Regions from separate parts of the Sus scrofa genome. Here region 2 is linked to region 1. The links are chromatin contacts, called in public HiChIP or PLAC-seq maps. All regions are on one chromosome and are shown on one strand. The core of a region is the stretch at or near the end of the contact, and the rest is flanking DNA. Distances in the headings are between cores, read along the strand shown. Region 1 has its middle 51 kb from the start of NCOR2. Region 2 holds the start of NCOR2 (nuclear receptor corepressor 2).

The links. HiChIP or PLAC-seq counts read pairs in DNA pulled down with a chosen protein or histone mark.
Region 2: a contact with region 1 is called in an H3K27ac HiChIP or PLAC-seq map of skeletal muscle. The contact joins the promoter of NCOR2 here to the enhancer-like site in region 1. A contact is called at or near these places in 1 of 5 promoter capture datasets (liver), 10 of 47 Hi-C or Micro-C datasets (alveolar macrophages, brain, embryonic fibroblasts and 6 more) and 2 of 2 datasets of contacts at active chromatin or transcription factors (alveolar macrophages and skeletal muscle).

The regions. Positions count from the first base shown.
Region 1 is chr14:28,588,038-28,595,621 of Sscrofa11.1, forward strand. No RefSeq gene overlaps it. Among named protein-coding and RNA genes, the nearest start is that of NCOR2, 51 kb to the right of the region's middle. Within about 2 kb of position 3,059, at least 63 of the 83 cell types and tissues checked have an H3K27ac peak or open chromatin away from gene starts, as enhancers often do. A contact at or near this core is called in alveolar macrophages, brain, liver and 2 more, where this site is marked.
Region 2 is chr14:28,638,709-28,646,292 of Sscrofa11.1, forward strand. NCOR2 (nuclear receptor corepressor 2) reads left to right here and starts at 4,066. Exons shown (of 49, transcript NM_001044576.1): 1 at 4,066-4,077.

The sequences.
Region 1 (7,584 bases), core at 1,809-4,308:
GATGAGGTCTGCGCTCGTATGGAGCTGACATTCTGATGACAAAAGACAATATTTAAGCCATGGGCCCAAGATTATTATCTTTTATTTTATCTTTGTCTTTCAGGGCCTCAACCTACTGCATATGGAAGTTCTCAGGCTAGGGGTTGAATTGGAGCTGCAGCTGCCAGCCTACGACACAGGCACAGCAATGCCAGATCCAAGTCACATCTGAGACCTACACCACAGCTTATGGCAACGCCAGTTCCTTAACCCACTGAGCGAGGCCAAGGATCGAACCTGCATCCTTGTGGATACTAGTTGGGTTCGTTTCGGCTGAGCCATGATGGGAACTCCCCAAGATAATTTTAGGTGGTAAAAAACGGTGAAGAGAACGAACAGGAGGATGGGTTAGTGAGTGCCTTGGGGATTTAGACAGAAGGTCAGAGAGGGCATCTCTGGATGTGATATTGAGCTGGGACTTGAAGTTAGAAGATTGCTATCTCAGGCAGAGGGAACAGCAAGTGCAAAGGTCCTGAGGCAGGGATGAGCTTAATAGTTTGCCAGGTATTTAGGAGGGAAAGGTTGAATGAGTGGAAGACGGACAGTGGGACCCCAGCCCAAGGAAGAATTTGGCTCCTCAGAGCCTTCACCTGTTCTAATATGGCCAGGGCCACTTAATTTATGCTTCCTGACGTCCTTGGGTGACTTCCCTAACTCAGTCCCTCCACCTATGAACTGGGTATTTGGGAATGTCTTTTCCTCATGAAAGCTTCGTGAGCTTTTTGGGATGCTCTTAACTGAACCACGTTTCCAGGGGAGTGTAGGGACCCTCCAGAGAGGCTGTTTTGGGGGCAGAGTATTCTTCAGCAATTTTTCAAAGATGCCGTTTCTGTTAGTTACATGTGGATCCCTGGGGCTGCTGCTCAGAGCCTGGTAGCTAATAATGCAGAGCACAGAGTAGCAATGGGGTTTGGAGGGCAATCTGTGCCCAGCTAGGTGACAGGGCTCAGCTCATCCCTCCAGAGCCAGGGTTCATGTCACCCATTTGGAATTGCTAGCAGAGTGAGACCAGCAAGTCAGGTTCTTAATCTCCAAGGGCCTCCGTTTCTCCACTTGTAATGTGGATTTTTTGGGGGGCATTTATGAGCTCCAAGGCCATACACTTGTGTTGCTCCCTGTAGCTCATGAGGATGGGATTAATAGCCGAAGAGACAAAAAAGAGGCCAAGTCCTCCTGGGAAAAATGCCGCCCCTTCTCCTGGCCTGGGTGCTTCTGTCCTTAAGCAGAACCGTTGAGTCTCTGAGGCAGTTTTAGGTGACCCCTGGGACATTACAATGCTGATGGTCCCTCTGCCTGCCTGACCCCCCTCCAATGCCCTCAGCCTCAGTCAAAGCTCCAGGGCAAGCCTTGGGAGGCAGAAGCTGGGAAAAGGAAGCCCAGAATTTAAGACTCTACACCCCCCCCCCACCCCGTGCTTAATCCCGGAGCAGAAATCTCATTGAGATGCAAGTGCAGGGGTGTGTTCTCAGGTGACAAGGGGTGAGGGTGGGGGCGGGGGCTGAGGAGATGGCCTGGTGGGGTGAGACTGGCTGAGGAGCGCTCCCCAGTTCCCACCCTCCCTCCTCAACCCCCAGGCCCCTCTGAAGGGCTAGTCCTTCCTTCTGGAGGTCTGGCTTTTTGCCTGTGGATTCCCATGGGCAGCCTGGAGCTGGTGGGGCCAGAACGTGAAGGGAGGGGACATCAATTCCCTTCTGTTCCAAACTGCAAATGGCTCCTTGCCCCTCCGCAGACACTTCCCTTTTTTCCAGGTTTCATCAGTCTCAGGTGTTTCCCCCCATGCTCTCTAGAAAAAAGAACACAAGCAGCCTTGTGGGGGCCAAGAGGGACACTTCGCGACAAGGGAGGCAGGCAATCCCTGCATGCTGGCAGGCGGCGGGAGGCACACCCCGGGCCCTGGAAACCGCACGGCGGCCTCCCCACCACAGCCATTCCCCACTCCCCCTGGGGGTTCTCAGATGTTGGCAGATGGCAGAACTGAATCTGCTGAGACGTCGCTCCAAAAAAGGAAAGTTGAACTGAAAAAAAAAAAAAAATTCAAACTCTCCTACTTAGGGGAAAGCAGAGGAGGAGGGAGGGTCGGTCGGGGCTGCCAGTGCCCTCTACTGTTTAAATAGATCTCCCCTGGGTTTGAAAGGGCAACCTAGGAGGGGTAGGAGGGGGTAAATGAGGACACACAGTTGTCAGGGCCACCAGTGGGGTTTCTGCTGGAGCTGGGAGAGCCTGCTGTGTGCCAGGGGACTGTCCACATGTGTGCTTGTCTCTGACCCTGCCTGCTTGTGCACTGCGAGCCGGACCACAGGCTTGCAGCATCAAGTCTGTGCATTTGTGTCCCAGAAAGTCCCCAAATGGGAGTTCACACTGAGTCCCTACTGTGAAAGGGTAGAGCACAAATAGGCAGAAACCCGGGCCCTCTGGAAACGGACATTACAGTGTGTGTGACTGCCTCCGTGTGCGAATTCCTGCCTGGAGTTTGTTTATCTGTGAGTGACCTTATGTCTTCTGAGTCTATGCCCCAGGCCACGCGCACGTCTGCGGAGCGTTGCGAGTTTCCCAGCGTGTTCACCTGGGTTAGACCTCCTCTCTGCAGAGGCCCAGTGTGTGCACGTCCACTCGTGAGAGCTCTGCACCCTACTGTGTGCCACAGCCTCCGAGTGAACTCTCCTCCGTCTGTGTGTCCCTGCGCATCTGTGTGCGTCCCTTAAAGGCCTGGTGTGTGGCCCTCCCCTCACGCCCCCTCCCCGTCCACAGGCCACTCCTGAGTTATAATTTAATAGCTGAAACGCGATTCCAGTTAAGTATCCGGGGCTGGAGAGGAGGGGGCGGGATGGGGAGGCGCTTTCTCCCTCCTTCCTCCTTCGGGGAGCTGCTAAAAAGAAACTCGGCGTGGCGCCCAAGTGTGTGTGTGTCTGTGTGGCAGCGTGTGCACGCGCGAGTGGGTGCGCGCAGGCCCAGGGGGAGGCGACGCGGGCCCTTTAAGGAGCCCGAGGGGGCCGGGCCGGGGCGCGTCGGTGCGGGCGGGGAGCCAGGAGCGGGGAGGCCGAGCCACCGCCTCCCGGGCTCCCGCCCCGCCCCCTCCTCCCCCTGCCACCGCCACCGCCGCCGCCGCCGCCGCCGCCGCCGCCGCCGCCGCCGCCGCCGCCGCGGAGCGGAGCCGCGGGCAGGCCGGCCGCACCGGAGCCCCGCGTCCGCCCGCGCCCCGCCAGAGTCCGTGCGCCCGCGCCCTGCGCCCCGCGATGCGCGCCAAGTTGCGGACCGGGGACCGGGGGCTGGCGCCCTAGGAGGCGGCGGCGGGAGGATCGCGTCCCGGCTGGAGGCTGGGCCTGCTGTGAGCCCCCAGCCCGTTCGGCACCGCCACTTGCCTGAGCGCCCGGGCGGCCCGAGCGCACCTCGAGGCCGGGTGCTGCTGCCGCCACCTCTGCGAGGTGAGTTGGGGCCCGGGGTCCCCGCGGAGGGCCGAGGTGAGGTGCAGGGCGCGCTTCCGGGGGAATCGGGGAAGATCTGGCGGCGCACGCGGCGGAGTTGGCGGGGCCCCTGCGCTCCCGAGTTGGCGCTCTCGGGGGGTGGCCTGCTGGGGAGCGAGGCGCCCCATCGACACTGCGGCCCGCGTGCGTGGGGGTGCCGGGGAACTTAGGGGAACTCCAGCTCCCTAGCGAGGGGGCGGGAAGGAGGGAAGTGGCGTGGGGGTGGGTAGGCGGGCGGGGGGCGCCCTGGAACTGCGCAGGGCAGCCCCCCAACGTGTGCTACAGCCCTGGGGGCAATGCCGCCATGCGCTTCCTTCCTACCCTAGCAGCTTCTCACTTGGAGGGTGACACTGCGCCTTATTTTCCAGAGGGCAGCGCAGGTTTGCGGAGCCCCCGGAGATGGCACCCTCAGCTCCCTGGCCTGGCTGCTGTGGAAGGCACACGGGGGTGGGGTTCCCGCCAGCCGAGGGGGGCTGGTTTCTGGCGGTGATCGCTCCTGGGCGAGGAACCTGAGGGCTCTGGATGGGGGTCCCCGGGGACAGGCGCCCCTTGCTTCCCCCTCCCCCGTGGGCCAGTGTTCCTGGTGTCTGGGCCTGCCTCCCGCGGCTGGTGACGCCTCATTGGGCCGCCTTCTGGTCCCTCCCCCGGGCTGTGCGGATACTTGGGATGCCACTAGTTTGGGAAGTTGGAATTCAGAGATGATCCCACTTGGGTTGGAACCGGAGGCCCCACGGCCTAATGCTGGGGGAGCAGCCCCAGAGACTTGCGAGGAGTTGGGGGGCCAGTTGGACTCGCCTTCCCCACCCTGGACGCTTGCAGGGAAAAGCTCGAGGGAGGGAGGGAGGGCCAGGCGGGGCGGGAGGGAGAGACACGCTGTACCTGCGAGCTGCTGTCGCCCGGGCCCAATTAGCGTGGGGCGCCCGGCGTTATTTTTACATTGTAGGTTTATTTTTTTGGAAGCGAGTGCCCTCCCGCCGCCTGTCGCGCGCTCTGGCGCTCTGAGGGTCTGGTGCAGGCAGCGGAGGCGGATCTGTTCTGTCGGCTCAGCCTCCTCCCTTCCTCCCCCCCTCCCCCCCCCGTTGGTGAGAACTGGTTTTATTATGATTATTTTTTTTCCCTTTTGCAGATTTGGAGGAAGGATGTGTGAGGGAGGCAGGGAGGAGGGAAGGGGAGAGGATCCCTGTGGGCTGTATGGGGGAGTTCTGTTGAGTTGTTATCGGTGGCCTTGACTTTGCCCTTTTTAAACCAGATCTGGGTCCCCGCGGCTGCTTTGATAGATGGGGCTCTCCGGGCCGGGAGTTAGCTGGGAGGGCGTCTCAGGTCATTGTTTGTTGTGTACATCGTCGTGGGTGGCCTTTTTTTTTTTTTTTTTTTTCTCTTTTTTGATGGGGTGGGGGGACAGCCATCAGAGAAAAGGAAGGGATGTGAGCTGGGATAGCTGAGCCATTCATAGCCAACTCTGCAACTCAAGTCCTTGGGCTGGAATCATACTTTTGCCACATTAACTGCAGTGTGATCCTGGACAAATTACTTAACCTCTCTGTGCCTCAGACTTCTCATCTGCAAAATGGGATTATAATAGTTCCGAGTTCAGAGGGTTGTTGTGAGAACTGACAAGGATAATACATAGAAGGTATTTGTATATGTGTTACTATAACCACTGTAACCGTTGTTATTATTATTATTCCTGGGTCCTAAAACAGTGGCTTGGAAATCTTGTGAGAAGGAAGCTGCCTTGCCTTTTGCCTGGGCATCTGGTAAAGGGAGGGGACCTTCTTTCCACCCCCTCCCCCCACCTTTGCTTTTTGGGATGAGGACGGAGAAGGCCAGGTGATGCCTTGAAGCCTATTTGACAGATGCACAGATCGAGTCCGATCGTGGGGTTCACGCTGAGGGCCCAGAGCGGGGGATGAGCGGTGAATCGGCAGCGGTAGTGCGGCGGCCGAGAGGACATCCCGGGCGCTGTCTGGCTTCCCCGCGGTGGCTGCCTGGTCCCTGCTTGGAAATTTACCGCCGCCTCCGCCGGGTGCCCGGGGAGTCTGCGGTGCCCAGACGTGGGGGCGGGAAGCAGCCCCAGACCCGGCCTCTTCCCACCGAGCTATTTACGCTGGCTGGGGAATCAATACTATTGATAAATCCATGTAAATGGTAATGTGGCTGTCAGGCCCCGGTGAGGGATGGAGACCCCTCGCGGGGCTGCGCGCACCCCCTCCCTCCCTTGGCAAGGGTTTGCCTTCCGTGGGAAGGATTTATTTGGCATAATCCGTTCTTGTTCCCCAATTAATAATACTCATACCACCTCCTTAAGATTTCTGAGGGCTTCTGCAAACACGAATTTAGCTGCTTGAAAGGCCCGACCTGGGAAGGGTTGATTGTTCTCCCAGCTTGGGAGTGGGGGGGTGGGTGGCCGCTCTGACACTCTTCCGCTGGCTCGCCTTGGAAAGAGGCCGCAGGAGCCCCGGCCCCCAGCGTCTTGCCATTCAGGCTGGATGCGGAGGCTGCCTGGCCTGGATCCCGCCCCTGACTGCGAGGTGGGGGTGTACCAGGACTGTATTCTTGCCCCTACCTGAGGTCTGTGGGTGGAGAAGTGCGTTCACGGGGAGATTTTATTTTGGCGGGGGGGAGGGGGTCCATACCGATGCCTAACCCAACCTCAGGGGGCTCCCCTCTGGAAGAAACAGAGGTGCACCCTGCTGGAGAGCTGGGCTCTGCTTCTTCCTTCCAGCAGCTCTCTGTACAGCAAATCCCCCACATCAAATACGGCCGCTGACAATAGGGGGTTGAGAGCTTTTATTTTTGTGTGTTTTTCCCTCCTCCTCCGTTTCCTCTTCATCTCTGTGGTGCCAACAGCAGCCTCCCCAGGTGACATCTCTGAGGCTGGGCTCCCTGCAAAGGGACTGGTAATTCCTGCGTCAGGCGCCCAGGGAAGGGGGGCAGGAGGGGGCCTGAGCCTGGGGCTGCTGCCTGGGAAAGGCCATGCTGCCCAGAGTCAGGCCAGGGGTGTCATCTTAAAGGGTTTTGTTTCCTGTGGGGAAGTGATGCTTTGGAAAGGTCATCTGGTATCTTTTAAGGATCCTTGGAGGTGGGGAAGGGACTTTACAACCTGTCAAGTGAGCTTTTGGTCTTTTGCATTATACCGTATATAATGCAATGACAATAACAGCCAGTACCTATAAAGCACCTACTCAGTGCCAAGGTCTCCCCTCCATAGGAATCTTGGAGTTCCCATTGTGGCTCAGCAGGTTAAGAACCTGACATAGTGTCCATGAGAGTGCGAGTTCAATCCCTGGCCTCCCTCAATGGGTTAAGGATCCAGCGTTGCCCCAAGCTGCAGATGCAGCTGGAATCTGGTGTTGCAGTGGCTGTGGCCTAGGCCGCAGCTGTAGCTGCAGCTCAGGTTTGACCTCTAGCTCGGAAACTTCCATATGCCACAGGTGCAGCCGTAATGCCACAGGTGCGTCTATAAAATAAAATAAAAGTAAGATTAAAAAAAAAAAAAGGAATCTTCCAGTTTACTCTTCTTTACCCCCCTGTGAAGTCAAGACTCTTATCGTCCCATTTTATCACTGAAGAAATTGAAGCATAGAGAGGCTAAACGACTTGCCCAAGGTCCCACAGTTTGGGTATGGAACTTAAGAATTAGGACCTGGTGTTATTCACCATCACGTTGGTGCAGCAGCGAGAATGAACCTAGAGTAGGCCTGCTTGTGGAGCTGCCCTGGAGGATGGGAATAAAGAAATTATGTTTCTTATTTGAGCAGCACCTACAGATCTTTGTTCCAGGGGGCAGGAGACTGAGAATTTGTCCTTCCCAGGATTTGCAGGGCGGGAGTTGGGGGGGGGGTGTCAGTGCCAGCGGCATGCCTGAAGTTTCTTTGAAGTCTCATTTAATCTTAAGCATTCATGCAAATTTGGCATTCGCTCTGGCGACAGTGCTGTGTTTATTTTGAAATGAAAACATGGTTTTGAATTATTTAGCACAGCGAATAACAGGGACTTCAGAAAGCTCCATCAGATGAGTGCTGGCACGCTGGCGGCCAGCCCTGGGGTACTTTGTAGCTGGAGACCTTGGGAGGTCCTGGGG
Region 2 (7,584 bases), core at 2,816-5,315, 52 kb after region 1:
TCAGCAAATCATTCGCTGCCTGGCTTCTAAGGGGTGGGGGGAGACCCAGGAAGTGGCCGCAGAATGACAAGGCCAGGCGTCCAACCTGCCCGCATATAAATAACTCTGATGGGGGTTGGGCTGTGTTACTCCTGACTCCAGAGCCAGCCTCTGAGAAAGTCTGGGTGCAGGTCTGTGTCCAAAATAAACAGAAAAGAACAAAAGGAACCCGTACGTTCTGACTCTGCAGCCTTGTGTCCTGCCGACTGCCTGTGGCTTGGTGGGGCTGGTTTGGCCCAGTCCTGAGTTTTGTGGTCTCCCGATGGTCGGGGCAGGAAGACGGCACCTGGATCTTTGGTCTAAAAATACAGTTTTTGGTTTGTCCTGTCTTTCTGTGTCTTGGTTTCCCCTCCTTTTTTGTTTGTTTGTTTTGTTTTATGGCTGCACCTGAGGCATATGGAGGTTCCCAGGCTAGGGGTCGAATCAGAGCTGCAGTTGCCGGCCTACACTACAGCCACAGCAACGCAGGATCCAAGCTACATCTGCGACCTACACCACAGCTCACAGCAACGCTGGATCCTTAACCCGCTGAGCAGGGCCAGGGATCGAACCTGTATTCTCGTGGACACTGTGTGGTGTTCTTAACCTGCTGAGTCACAATGGGAACTCCTCCCCTCCCTTGAAAGAAGGCAGATGAGTAGAGATTTTCCCAAATACTCTGGAGGGTTTTCTTGGGAGAGGCCAGAAGGTGAGCTGATAAAGTTGGCACCCATGTGGCCCCCACATGGGCCTTTTCACGGGTCTCCTGGTGGCCATTCCAGTCCCTGGCCAGTTCAGGGCTGCAGACCTTTGTCACATGCAGATCTGATCTGCCCCAAACCCTCTGTGGCTTCTGGCTGACTAGATCCTGGGGCAGGGTAAATGCAAGCTGGGCTTGCCCTGTTCAAACCTCAGCTCAACCACTCTCTAGTTGTGTGACCTTGGGCGAGCCTCTTAACTTCTCTGGGCCTGTTTCCTTCTTTGTATGTCAGTTGCAGGGGCTTTGGTTGTGCCATCCTGAGGACAGATGGCTTAACAAGTGAAGTGCTTACCCAGTCCTGGACACACAGTACATTCTACTATTGTTGTTGTCATTATTACTCTTGGGAGTGTCTCCAGTCCAAGGAGACTGGCCCAGACTTCTTAGCCCCACCCCCTGCCATTACTACCTGACCTCATCTTCTGACTCGCCGCATCACTACTGCACTTGGCCGCTCTGGCTTTCTCTCTGCTTTGGCAACACACCTAATTTGACCCTCCTCCAGACCTTTGCACTGCGGTGGTGGTCTTCCTGGCCTCTGTCATCACTCAGGATGCAGTCCCAGGCAAACAGCACTGCACCCAGCTCCTGGGAGCTGGGGGCAGGTGCATCCGGAGATCCCTCTTCAGCTTCCCCTGACACTTCATCGCTACTGCTCTGAGCCCTGGGGAAGCAGAGAGGAGCCTGCCCCTGCTGTAGATGACAAGTCGACACCCAGAGAAGCTTAGACTTGTTTCTGAGTTACACAGCAAGTTGCAGCCAAGGTTCAGACCCCTGGGCTGACCACCAAACCATCCATTTTGGCTTGTGTGCATGAGTCTCTGTGTGTGTGTGTGAGAGAGAGACAGACAGATAGACAGACAGACTATGTCTTTTTTCATCCTCTGGGCCCGTCACTGTGATGACCCTGGTTCAGAATACCAATGCGCAGGGGGTCATGTTTGCTTTTCCTGAGATTACAAGGACAGAAATATTTTAAAGGCAGAGCCTGCCCAGCGGCAGTGTCACCCTGGAGACCGGAGGACCGGGAGGGACGGGGGCAGTAACCTCGGTTCGTGCCAGGTCCCGGCCAGGACGCCCACGCCACCCTCTGGGTGGACAGTCCGGCTGGGAGGAGATGGGTTCAGGAGCTCGCTTTCGCCTGCGAGCGGTGAACAGCGAGGAGGTTTTTCTACTGAGCTATAAAAAGGCCTTCCCGTGTTTCAGCTCCTGAGTGTCGGCTGGAAGCCCGCCAGGGTTACCATGGCGATGAGGAATTATTACTTACTGCCAAGGCTGGGAGAAAAAGCTCGTACTTTTGGCTTCCCAACAAGAGGAGTGGACTTATGTAATTCCCTGTGTTTATAGGCCCGGGTGGCAGGAGGTGAGCAGGGATCCTCGAGGCCTGACACTGCGTTTTCACCCCACCGTGGGTCGGGTGGCCCGGTGGGGTGTCCCTTGGGGGGGCCTCGGCCCAGCCCCGTCTAGGGGGGCCATCGATTGGGCTGGGAGCCTGGGGGGCCGGGCCGGCTGCAGGGCCCCCCCCCAGCCGGGGTGGGAGCCCGCAGTCTCGCGGGAAGGCGGCGCAGCTGCTCGGTGGGGCCGCCCCTCTCCCGGGTCAGCCCTGGAGGAAGGATGGGTTTGAGGTTGGACACGGTGGGGCCTCTAGAAGCCAGCAGAACAATCTCTGTGTGTGGACTCTGCTGACCCACTCGCTGGCACCTTCTACTTTTCTTTTTCTTTTCTTTTTTTTTTTGTTTTTGTTTTTGTGGGAGAGTTACTTCAAGTTGTGTTTGGAGCTGACGTGAGCGAGAGGCTGGTCATGTGCTCGGGTAAGAGAAGTTTCCGGGCTTGGCGGTGGGCAGGGGGGTGCGGCGTGGCCCGGCTGCCTGGCCAAGGGAGGGCGATCGGGGCCATGGATTGCAGGAAGGCTGGGACCTGTGCTGGGGACCCCATTTGGGGGCTGATGAATTCATGTTCTGGAGCCGCCTGTTCTGCCCTGGCCGCCGGGCGATCACCAGGGGACAGTGACCCGATGCCTTATCAGAGTTGCTGAAGCCCCGGAAAGAGTGCTGGGTGGGTGGGTGGCCCTGAAGGGATAGTGCTTCTCAACTGTGGTCCCGGGGGTGTCGGGGGGCGGGTGGGAGGAAACAATGCTGTTTTCTCAGAGTCCCTGTGCCCAGTCCCTGTGGAAGAGTGGGCAGCATCAGAGATCCGGTGCTCCTGTGTCTGTTCATCAGTGTTGGCCCCAGGACTGAAAGGCTGGGACTTTGGGGGGCGGCCGCCTTGGTGGCCATGGAGCAGGGGAGGGGGCCAGGTGCAGGCATTGCAGCGGCTGCCCTGGCGCCCGGCTCCCACCGTGGTGGCGTTTGGCTGGGTGCCCATGTCTGGTTTGAAATCAGCGCCACCGGCCTGGGCTTGCCCAGGGACCTGGCAGCGAGGAGCCGGGATAAACACTGGAAAGTTGGAAGGGCTTCTCAAGCTCACAAGGAGCCTTCAGTTGTGAGCGGAGGGGATGAGGGAGCGATTTGTCCTGAGGTCTGGGTGCGCCGGGGCGTCTGGGAGACGTCTCATGGGGCGCCCAGGCCGGGGAGCGCTGGAGCGCTGGTTCCCAAACGGCATGGCTCGGTTGCCATGGATCCTGGTTTGAATCCCGGTTCCGTTCCTTTTTATGCTGGGTCTCACCTGTTCAAGCCTCAGTTTCCTTGTCTGTCAAACAGAGCAGCCGTGGAGGCGTGAGGACAGGGCGAGGGAGGGATGCGGCCTCCGGGGTTCACATCCTGGACTGCATGACCTTGGACAAGTCACGTCACATCTCCGAGCCTCAGTTTTCCCATCTGGCAAATGGATGCTCCCTATGCCTCCACCTCTGAGTTGTTGACTGACTGAAGGGGGCTAATAATGGTCCCTGCCCCACCTCTCATGAGCAGGTGACCTGGGGTGGGTCATGGAATCCCATGGAACTTCCCTTCTCTTGTCCATTAGGGGAGAGCTGCCACAGATGTGCCTTGGGGAAAACAGAAACCACCCTGCAGGGGCCTCGAGTGGGCTGGTGTACATCAGTGTAGACCATAAGCTTGCATTTAAGTTAGTTATATCTTGGTCTCTGTCGAGTTTTCTTTTCTTCCCTGGAGAAAGCCCTCCCATTTCATAGATGGGAACCCCACATCTAGGGATAGTGTGGGATCAGGAGTGTCCCTCCCCAGCCCCAGGCTCAGTCTGAATTTGGACCTGGACTGGAGTGCCCGGTGCACCCCCACTGCATGCCTGTTCCGCCTCGTTTCCCACTGACCCTGGGCCAGGCACCCTGCCGGTGCCTGGTGTGGCCTGCGGGCAGGGTGTGCAGGGCTGGCTCCCCTGCCGAGGGTGGCAGCGGTCCTGTGTGTTTGTAAGTGACACCGGATGCTGGGCCGGTGGCTGGCTCGGGGCCTCCCTCTCGGGCCAGGAGGAGCCAGAGGGGAATGCCCAGGGTGTCCAGGCTGCCCGTGCCAGCTGCCTGCTGTCCACTTGTCCTCAGACCTCTCCTGGGGACCTTGGGAAAGGCCTGTATAGCAGGGGACACCATGAATGTCCTCTTGTTGCCCCTAAGCCCTTGGTGCCCAGCTGGGTCAGCTACAGAGCTGTGTTGTGACCCCCCTCTGCCCTGCCCTGAGGGTCTTGGGGACTGGGTTCCTCAACCATTGAGAAAGACAGTCCTGTGTGATGGCTTGGACCAGAGGTCACCTAAGAGACCCTTGTGGTGGAACTGTCCTGCATCAGTGGCAGTGGCCACAGGAATGTGCACTGAGATAAAAGCACGTAGATCCACACACACACACACATAAGTACATATATGCGATAAAAGTGGGTAGATTTACACACACACACACATACACACACACTCAAGTACATGTATGAGATAAAAGTACATAGATCTACTCTCACACACACACACACTCAAGTGCACATAAACTCTGAGATCTAAATAAGGCCAACTGTATCACTGTCAGTTTCAAGGATGATACCATTGGGGGGAGCTGGCTAAAGGGTACTCAGAATCCAGCTATATTACTTCTTACAGCTGCATGGGAATCTACAGTGATCTAAAAAGAATGTACAAGCTCAGGGGCCTGGCTGTTCTAGCTTTGAGTCCCAGTGTGAGTTACAGCAGGTGGCTTAACCCTGCTGAGCCTCAGTCTCCTCATCTGTGGAAGCAGGGTAGTGATTGATGCCTGGTAGGGCTCGCTTGAAGATGAGCTGAGCTGATTCATGCTAAGTGCTTAGGAAGGTGCCACGTGTCGGGGGTGCTGTCCCTGGTATTATCACCCTTGATGTGATTGCTGTGGTTTGCCTGGCACGATCTCATTTCATACCTGAATCAGCCACAGGAAGGGAGAGTGCTGTAGGATCCCCACTTCTCAGTTGAGGAAACTGAGGCTTGTGTCAGGTGACCCACCTGAGCAGCACACAGTTTGGAAGGGCCGGGACTGGGACTCAGGCCCCAAGCCAGAGCCTGTGGGTGGAGGTTCTTTAGCTGGGTGACCCTGGAGAGGTTACTTGCCCTCTCTGAGCCTGTCTTCTCCTCCTTCTCTCCTCACCTGTCAGCTGGGCTCATGACCTGTGAAAGCCAGAAAACCTTGCCTCCAGGCCCCTTCACTCACCTCTTGGGCCCACCCAGAGCCTGCGCCCCTTAGCCACCTCCTCTGAGGCCTCTGTTTGCAGCGCTGAGGTGGGACCTGGGCTCTGTTCTGTCCGTGGATGGTTGAACTCCTCTCTTCTCTAAACACTTTTACCTCCTTGCTCTGTCCTCTGGGTGCAGCCAGAAGCTCCTGCTGTTCCCTGATGTTCCTTGCTGTGGGTACTGGTTTCCCTCGGACTCCATCCCACCAGCAGTGGTGAGAAGGCCTTTGGGGTGTAAGTAGCTCACCCTAGAGTGAGCTGGGTTAGCTCTGCTGGCAGTTAGGGTCAGAGGAGCTTGTCTCTGCAGCCAAAGTGAAACCAAGGGTAGATGCATTTCCAGGGCTCCTGGGAGAGGGTCAGTGTGGATGGTCATGCCCCTTACACCTGGCTGGAAATTGAGCTTGGGCCCTTGGGTATCCCAGGAGGTCCAGGCAGGGTGGTTTTGTTTTGTTTTGTTTTATTTTTAGGGCTGCACCTGCGGCATGTGGAAGTTCCTGGGCTAGGGATCGAATTGGAGCTGTAGCTACAGGCCTACACCACAGCCAGAGTAACACTAGATCTGAGCCATATCTGCAACCTACACCACAGCTTGTGGCAACGCTGGATCCTTAACCCACTGGGTGAGGCCAGGAACCGAACCCACATCCTTACGGATACTAGTTGGGCTTGTAACCTGCTGAGCCACAACAGGAACTCCCAGCGTGTGTTTTGTGCCTCAGGATTTTGGAGGGTTTCAGAGCATCCCAGTCTGGGGTCATGTGGGTCCTGGCAGAGCCTGGGTGGGGGGGCGTCTGAGCTGCAGAGTTGGGTTCCCCTATCATGACAGAGAGATGGAGGCTTGGGTCTGGGGGTGGTGGCATCGGTTGTAGCTGAGGGTCTCAGGTTCTGGCTTTGCTGGGCAGGGAAGGACCTGGAGGGGCAGGGAATTGGTGGGGGGAGGGCATTCCAGCCTCTCTGTTGGTTCTTGGAAGCACCAATCACAGTCCTGCCTTGGGACATTGTCATGCTGTACTCTGGAACGCCGTCTCTGGGATCTTCTCAAACGCTCAGCTCAAATGTCCCCTCCTAAAAGAGGCCCTCACCTCCCCATCATCACTCCTCTCACCTTGCCACTGTCATCACCAGGGATTTACTGTAGGTCCGTCAGCCTTGTCCCCCTACCCTCCATGTGGGATTTTGTTCATCTTGGGCACCCCTGTGTCCCCAGCACTGGGCACACAGTAGGTGCTTAGCACTAGATGGTGCCTGATTCCATGTCCCTCATGAGCTGTGGACCTGGGTCTGTCCGCTCAAGGTGGGTGGGGACAGGAGCACACTTACCTGCTAGGGCCCCTGGAGCTGCAACTCTCAGTGAGCTCACCTCCCATCACCCCAGTTCTGCTCCTAGGAGTTGAGACTGTGTGTGAGTCCTTAGAAAAGTAGTGGTGTGTTTGCTCAGGAATGCCTGTAGGAACCCACCGAGCACCCCGAGAAGGTCTACACCTCCTAGGTAAAGTCAGAGAGGTGGGGCTCAAAGTGGGGGTCCTGAGGGGCACAGGGTGCGGGGGAGGGGTGCTGACAGCATCTGCTATGTGTGTTGAGGTCTGACGGGTGGGGTGTTCTGCACACCTTAGGGTACTGAGTCCTCCCAGCAACCCTGTGATGGCAGATGAGGCACAGAGAGGGTAAGCAGCTTGCCCAAAGACACATTGCTGCAGGCGCACAGGACTCTCAGGCGTACTTGGTCAGTAGTGGCATTTATTTCCCATGCAGTTCTTTCCGTGCCCAGGGTGCTGCTCAGCTTTTTAAGCGGATTATTTTATCTCATTCTCCGAAGGCCCTTGGGCTGGCCCTGTCTCAGAGCGCAGTTGCGGAGAGGGCAGAATTGGAACTCAGGTTCTGTGGGGAGGTTCCTTCGAGCAAGTGCTATTTTCTGGGCATCTGGCTCTGACCTGGAAAAGGGCCCACGTCTGAGAACCTCGTTGTGTCCAGATCTGCACGCCTGGAGCTGCCCACACTCTTCTGGGAAGGCTGAGAACTGGTTTCTCCCAGCTGCTCTGAATCTGGAAGGCTAAGGTGGGGAGGGCCCTGCCCCCTCCCCCGGAGTCGTGGATTTGCATGACAGTGAGCCCTTTGTCCCTGGGTCCTGCCTCCTTCCCAGGCTAAGAGCCTAATTCCAGGCCCCTGAT